2 separate regions of the Sus scrofa genome follow, and region 1 is linked to region 2. A link is a contact called in public Hi-C data. All regions are on one chromosome and are shown on one strand. Each heading gives the region's core, a stretch centred on a gene start, on an enhancer-like site or on the middle of the called end of the contact. The rest is flanking DNA. Distances are from core to core; before and after follow the strand shown.

Region 1 (3,753 bases), core at 490-2,989, 52 kb before region 2:
ACCACAAAATACTAAGCTCAGCTCAGAATCCCGATTAAGCACTTCTGGCGGAGGGGACGGGACACCTTTCTTTCATTTAGGCATCCAACAGTCTTTTAACTCATTACCAAAATAGAAATTCAGCCCAATACCTTGCATTCAGAATCACTAAACAGCTTTCTAGGTAAGCCAGCTCACCTTCTTGGTACTGATTCCTAACCAATCGCTTGTCTTTTTCTGGACTAGTCAAACATAATCAAGTATGCATTACGAGCATGCTCATCATGAGCATTATCCAACCATCGCCATAAATCACCATAAATAGAAAAAGGACAGGTCACAAAAGTGCCATTCTGGTTTCTAACAATCTTTTCCTTAAAATCTAGCCAAATGCAAGTTCGAAGGTTTTCTCTTATCCAAAGAAATCTAAAGTTACTTTGGAGTGTTACCTGAAAAAAATATTAATTTGATCTTGAGCGATTACAACTCATTTCCACAAATTTGGTCATGGTATATGTGAAATGACTCAGGACTTTGAGATCAGATTACACAGGATACACAAGCTCAAAATCAGTGCCTGTCTTAAAACGAAGCAGCTCAGAGTCAAAACTTCAAATTTCAAAAAAACGTTTGATAACGGAAATGGCCTGCTCTTTAAATGGAACTCTTCTGCAGGACGGTCTTCATTTTCTGTAAAAGAAGAACACCTGCCTGCATTCTCTGCAGGGTGTTACCTCAAGTTCTCTACGCAGACAGATGGCTGGGAAAAGGAATTTACCCTGGTAGGAGGCGCACCGTGGAGTAGTGGAGAACTTGGCCTCCAGAAACCCAACCCCAATCCCTTCTCAGGGGAAAGGGTCCAGAAGAGACCGCGGAGGCAGAGACAGACCAAACAAAAGGAAAGGTGGCCAACGTCAGGGGCGACAGCATTAGACACCTGTGGGGAAAACCCCCTTCCTATGCTACAGATGCTCAAGGGCGCGGGGACGGTGGTCGAAGGGAAGGGAGTGGGGAGGAGCATGAGAAGACGATTTTCTCCAAAGTCTAAGTTCACCGAACGTAACTACCTGCCAACAGTGATTACTTAATGACCTGTCCCCAAGGCTGACTCGTAGCAGGGGCTGAAGCCAAGTAGGAAACGCCGCTGTGATTGGCCCCCACCCTCCCCCACCCCGCGGCGGCTTTTCCGCTCCCGAGTCGGAGGCCACCCCCCAGCCGGGAGGCGCAGCAACTCCCCGGCCCGGCCTGGTCTCTCCCGTGGCGCCGCCGACTCGCACTCCCCACCTCCTCTCCCTCGGCCGCCACGACCCAGCCAGGCACCTGCCGGACCCGCTTCCACCTCCGGGCGTCTCCTCCCCGCCGGACGCGCCGCTCGCCCGTGCGGCCGCAGGCCGGGCCCCCGGGAGACTCTGGGAGAGGCCCCTGCAAGGCCGGCGCGGCCCGCGGGGGCGGCGCAGGGCGAGCGGCCGCCCCTCCCGCCTGGCCCCGGCCCGGCCCCCCGCCCGCCCGCCGGGCCTCACCGTCAGGCCGGTGCCCAGCACGATCACGTCGTACTCCTCATTCATGGCGGGGCCGGGGCGGACGGAAGCCCAGAGAAAGCCGAAGGCGCAGCCCGCTAGGGTCGGGGGCTAGGCGGCCACCCTGAGGAGGCAGGGGAGCACGCAGGCCGGCCCGGGCCCGAGGGGAAAGGGAAGCGGGAGCACAGGGAACACGGAGCTGGCGAGGACGGAGCCGGCCGCCACCTCAGACGGGAAGAGAAGAGCGGGGCGGGGGAGGGAGGGAGGACGGGGAGGGGAAGGAGAGGCAGGCGGCAACCGCGGCCTCCGCAGCCGGGGCGGGGCTTAGAGGAGGCCGTCGATCACGCCTTTCCCGCTGGCTCATTGGCTACGTTCCCATCGCCCGACCAACCCCCTGCCTGTCCCACGTCTCGCGAGAAGAGGGCGGGCGGTCCCCCTCGTGGCTTCCGGTTCTTTCCCCCCCCGCCGGGGGGGCAACCAGCCACCGTGGTCGGGGGCTGCAGTGCTGCGCGCTGCCCCCCCCACCTTCCCCAAGGCTGGGGCGAGAACGTGCTTGCAGCCCGGTAGCGGCTGTCCAGTTCCTTATTCCCGCTTTGCTGGGGGATCCGAGGCACACCGTGGACCCCGGGCCCTGCCGCCGCCCTTGGACTTTGGGCCTGCGGCGGCCACGTGGACCGGAACCCGCTGCCCCAGGACTGCGGGCAGCCGCCTGGGGCCCCGCATTCCCGCCTGCCCGCCCGCCCGCAGACCCGGAGCTGACGCCACGTGGCCTGACCCCGGCTGGGCCTGCGACGGCTCAGCTCCTACGCCCCCACGGCGCGCCTTGTCTGGTCTTTTGATGCTTGTCTAGCTTGTCTATCCTGTCTCCCTTTCCTGAAGGAAAAAGGACCCAACATATTTTGAGTTCAGAAATCACTCCTTTATCTTACTTCGTATCCGGTGTCATTCTTGCTTGATGCGTTGCCCCATGTTCGGCCTTAGGAAATTTAGAAGGCTTGCGGGGGGGCGGGGGGGGGGACTGTACAAAGTAACCCTTGAAGTTCTCTTGTGGCCTAGGCGGTTGAGGATCCTGTGGATACAGTTAAATTCCTGGCCAGGGAACTTAACTGCACGCCACTAGTGCAGCCAAAAAAGAAAAAGTAACCCTTAACATTGTAAATCAACTATAATTAAAAGAAAAAGGTAACCTTTAGCATAAAAGGGAAGGCCAGACTTCATTGGAAGCAGGTCTCCACCTACTAAGGAGATAGATAACTTAAACCAGCTGTAAAAATATTAGCTGACCACTATGTGAATAGGTTTAGCCCATGAGCGTAAAAGAAACAATTTCCTGTTTGCCTTCTATACCCTCTATCCCCACCCATCCTTGCCTGGGCCCACCTCCAAACAAACCCACCATTTTTAGGATTCTCTTTGGGATCTCCAGCTGTGAGGGAGGATACAAGCAGTGGCTGGTGTTCACAACCAAACAGAGTAGACCTGTACAGCAGGCCTTTCAGGTAAGTGATTTACCTAAAGGCCTCTGTTTTCAGACAGGTCTGCATACTCAGCAGACAGAAGAGATGGTATTTCAAGATTTACTCTCAGAAGTTCACCGGTGTCTCAGCGTGTTAAGGATCTGGCATTGTCATTGTGGCTTAGCTTCACTACCAGGAACTTCCACATGCTGTAGGAAAAAGAAAAAAGAAAAAAAAAAAAGATTTACTCTTAAATATAGCTGGATAAGAGCTATTGAAAGTGAATCTTTATAGACAGAACTCTGTTGTGTTTAAATCATTCTGATTCAGGAAAGAATGTAACATTTTTACAATGTTTCTTTACCCCATAAAGTTTGAGAGAAGTTCTCCTGTGGTGCAGCCTAAGAATCCAGTATTGTCACTGCAGCTGCTTAGGTCACTACTGCTGTGGTGCAGGTTCAATCCCTGGACCGAGAATCTCCACATGCCGCAGGCAAGGCCAAAAAAAAAAAAAAAAAAAGTTTAAGAACGCATGTCGTATTGGACGATGGCCCTTTTTTGGGGGGAGGGAAAAGAAAGGTATTTAAATTTATATTCAACGTCAACTGGATGTGTTATACATTAGCAACCAAATGAATTTTTATAAATAGACAAAAATCAAGTGCAAAGTTACTAGACTACTGAACAGATTATATATAACAGTGTCACTGACTTTTCTTTGGCTAAACGGGATGCCTTAACAAAATCCTACTGTTGCTCTCCAAGGAGTCAGGCGTTACATACATAGTAGACATTTATTT
Region 2 (3,724 bases), core at 523-3,022:
TGACGGGAACTCCTGAACTAGGTTTTTTAAAGGAAGATTTTCTTTTTGGTCTTTTTAGGGCCTTATCTGAGGCATATGGAAGTTCTCAGGCTAGGATTCATTATCCCTGAGCCACAATGGGAACTCCCCGAAGATTTATTTCCCACAGCATGTGGAAGTTCCTGGGCCAGCAAGGTAAGAGTGGGCAAACATGTCTGTGACTGCACTTCCGAAATGCAAAATCGAATGAAACTTGCCTTTTTTTTTTCCGCTTTTAGGGTTGTACCTGCGGCACATGGAAGTTCCCAGGCTAGGGGTCCAATCGGAGCTGCAGCTGCCGGCCAATACCCAACGACCAAGCCCAGGGATCGAACCCAGTAACTCATGGTTACTGGGTGGGTTGGTTACCGCTGAGCTGTGATGGGAACTCCTGAAACTTGCCCTCTGAATGGTTGTATGGGGAGACGGTTTCCTTACCCACAGAACTGATCTGAGAAGTCTAAGAGGTAATGTGCCTCCACTCTTGAGACCAATTCACTAGCAGCTCAAGAAAATCAGTCTTGGGCTTCGTCGCAGCCAAAGAGCAAACCTCCAAACATCCCAGGCCTCTCCCCTCACCAGTGGGCAAGGTGCCCTTTATTTAGCCATATGGCTGTCTGATGTTTCTTGTTTACATCAGAGCAGGAATCCCTTGAGGGCAGGAGCTTCACATGTTTGAATCATCAGATGTTCATAACCTCTAAGGGGCTAGACCGACCCAGTGAGTACTGAAAACAGTGTGGATCTAACACAACACGACTGCTTGGTGCGATGGTTACTCTCACGGCTGTGAGGTGGTCATGCCAGGCTACACATGTGATAAAAATCAGAGCACCACACGTGCTCCAGTGTAAGGATAACTGATGAACTCTGAGGAAGTCCAGGGATTGTAGCAATGTCACTTTCTTCCTTTTGTTTTCCTGCTGTGGCTCTAAGATGTGAACTTTGGGGGAAGCTGGGGGAAGGGAGCATGGGACTTCCAGAAGCTTTCTTTGCAACTTTCTGTGAACTACAAATTTCAAAATAAAAAAAAAAATGTCATCGGTGAAGTCATCATTTAGCTAAATGTTCCCAGAAGAACATCGCATCCTGGGGCTCATGCGATCTACACGCGGGACAAACAATTCGTAGACTGACTGTCTCTACCTGTTCATCTGTACTGTCCTGTGCTTTGCAACGGGAGGCAGTTTGGAACAGAAGACTGCAACAGTCCCCACAAGGGCAGCGACAAGGTTCGCTGTAGGTCATTCTTCTCTATAGGGGAAGGTTGAGGAACTACAGTGTGGACGGAGTGGGAATTCACGATCCTGCAGGGAAGGGTGCGGGTCTCTCCGAAAGTCCCGCCACCTACCAGTCGGCCTTCTTCAGGCAGTCGACCGCTGCTCCCCGGCCCAGCAGGTATCGCACGCAGTCCCGGTGGCCCATGGAGGCCGCCTCGTGCAGCGGCCGCTTGTAGTCTCGGTTGGTGGCTTCGATGTCCATGTCCCAAGCCTCGACCAGATAGGTCAGGACGTCCAGGTGGCCGTGGCGCGCGGCGCAGTGCAGGAGGGTGTCCCCAGCCGGCCCCGCGCAGTCGGCGCGGCCTGCTGCCCGCAGCTCCTCCCGCAGGGCGCACAGCTGGCCTTCGTGCACCAGCCGGTACAACCGCCGCGGGTCCACAGACGCCGCCATGGCCCGAGATCCTCTACGGGCCGGGACGGCCCGGAGGACCCTCCTCCAGCCCCGCCCCTCCCCGGGACACTCTTCCGGATGCCCCGCCCTCGCCCCGGGGCCCCTCCCCCGGCCCCGCCCAGATCCCGGCCCCCTCCCCGGCCTGGCCCGCCCCCGGGACGCTGCCTCCCACGGACCACGCGTGCGGGCTCGCGCGAACGCACGCTCGGAGCCTGCCGCACGCCCTGGTTTCGCCCCGGAGCAAAACGCTAGGTAGTGGCGGCAGCGTCTGCCGGGAGGGACGCCCGCCCTGAGCCCGAGTTCACCCCGCCGCCGGGAGACCGGAGAGGCCTGCGCGGAGGCCGCACCAATGTGGGTCCCGAAAGCGGGGCAGGCCGGGGTAGGTTCTAAGCGTCTGAGTGCGGACGCCGCCGCCAGTCGGGATCACCTGGCAGCGCGGGCCCCCGGGGGACGGGGTGGAGCCCGCACGTTCCCGCCCCCAGCCCCGCTCCGCCCACAGTCCCGCCCCGCCCGACGCGGCCCTTCCGCGGGTCCCGGAGCTCAGAGGAACTCTGGGAAAGTTTCCACTCGTTTCTTCCGCCCTAGAGGAAGCACGGACGGGGCGGGGCCCGCTTGCGGTAGCCGCCCCTATTGCAAGTGCGCGTTCCGATTGGTCGCTGGGGCAGTCTGTCAGCGCGCCCCTTCCGCACACGCGTTTCGATTGGTCCGGAGCACAGTCCGTCAGCGCCGGCGGCGGGCTCTTCGCGGGGCTGCGGCGGGGGCGGAGCTGGCGGAGGAAGTCCGCGGCCTGCTCGGGCTCGCGCTGCCCGGGGGACGCTGAGACTGGGACGCCTGGGGGGCTCTGGCCCGGCGGCGGCGGCAGGAGCCCCGTTGCAGAGCGCCATAGTGCGTGAGGCCGCCGACGTGGCAGGGTGCGCGGGTGGGGCCAAGCCGTGTGGACGCTGAACCTTTGGGGGTCCTTAGCGGGGTCTGGCCTTGGGGCATGGAGCTGCCCGCGGGGGGCGTGGAGGGGCGCGGGCAGACTGCCGGTGAGGTGCAGGGGCGCAGTGGGGCGCGCACGCGGGGGAGGTCCAGGGGCTCACGGGACGCAGGGGTGCGGCGCTGCTCGGGGCTGTGGGAGTCACGGGGGACGTGGCCTCCGCTGCTGGCCAGCTAGCATTTCCTTTCCTTCTGCGTTGCTGTTTTGACCTTGGGCGAGTCATTTTATTGTATCCTTTTGCTTCCTTTTTTTTTGCAGTCTTCCTTTCCCCTTACCTGAACATTGAGAAAATTAAGGCGATGTGAAAGGGCCTTGAGCTGGTGGAGGGTACATTAAGATCTGAGCCTGCTGTGTGGGTTGATGGGAGAGCTGAGGGTAGCTGTTGAGTTTTTACCTGATCTTACTGGGTGCTAGTCATTCAACCCTCCGGGTGTTTTCAGTTGCTTTGGAGATAAAATGGGAGCAGCTACTATTTGCCAGGCCTGGAAACAATTATGCTTCACGTATGGTATTGCACTCTGGTTTACAAAGCACTTTACATTAATCACCCAGTTCACAAACAACCCTATAAGGCACCATGATTGGGGGGGGGGGGTAGCTGCGGCAGCGAAGCCTAAACAGGTTAAAGAGGTTAGCTTTTTCCCAGAGGTGGTATAAAGAAAGGCCTCTGGAAGGAAAGATGGTAGCACCCAGTGAGTGTCTGCTGGTGCGTGGTGCGCTGCTCAAGAGAGAAAAAAGACCTCTGGTACGAAAACAACCCCGTTTTACTAAAGAGCAGGTTGCGTTTGAATTTGGTGGACTGAATAATATGGATAGTTATGGAGACAGGACCAGGTCCAGTATCAGCTTTGCCAAAGTTGCTGTTCCATTGTATCTTGCCGCTTCAAAAACAGGAAGGCAGAAAAGTGCTTTGAACTGCATCAAGTTTTAGGACAGGCCAAGCATTGTTCTTAACTGCAGTTGTCTGTGTTGGTGCAAATGGAGGTTGAGGTATATGGTAGTTTCGCAATTGTTGCTGCTCAACACCCCACCCCCCACTTGCTAATGACCCTGGTA

Evidence for each region. Hi-C and Micro-C count contacts between places; a contact is called where the count stands out from the background.
Region 1: a Hi-C map of liver shows a contact between it and region 2, with 6 times the contacts expected there. The contact joins the promoter of GDI2 here to the promoter of ANKRD16 in region 2. A contact is called at or near these places in 1 of 5 promoter capture datasets (liver), 9 of 47 Hi-C or Micro-C datasets (alveolar macrophages, brain, epiblast stem cells and 4 more) and 2 of 2 datasets of contacts at active chromatin or transcription factors (alveolar macrophages and skeletal muscle).

What each region holds. Positions count from the first base shown.
Region 1 is chr10:65,158,686-65,162,438 of Sscrofa11.1, reverse strand. GDI2 (GDP dissociation inhibitor 2) reads right to left here and starts at 1,739. Exons shown (of 11, transcript NM_001001643.1): 1 at 1,500-1,739. The coding sequence starts at 1,544.
Region 2 is chr10:65,107,091-65,110,814 of Sscrofa11.1, reverse strand. ANKRD16 (ankyrin repeat domain-containing protein 16) reads right to left here and starts at 1,772. Exons shown (of 7, transcript XM_005668213.3): 1 at 1,370-1,772. The coding sequence starts at 1,689. FBXO18 (F-box DNA helicase 1) reads left to right here and starts at 1,840. Exons shown (of 20, transcript XM_021065040.1): 1 at 1,840-2,068.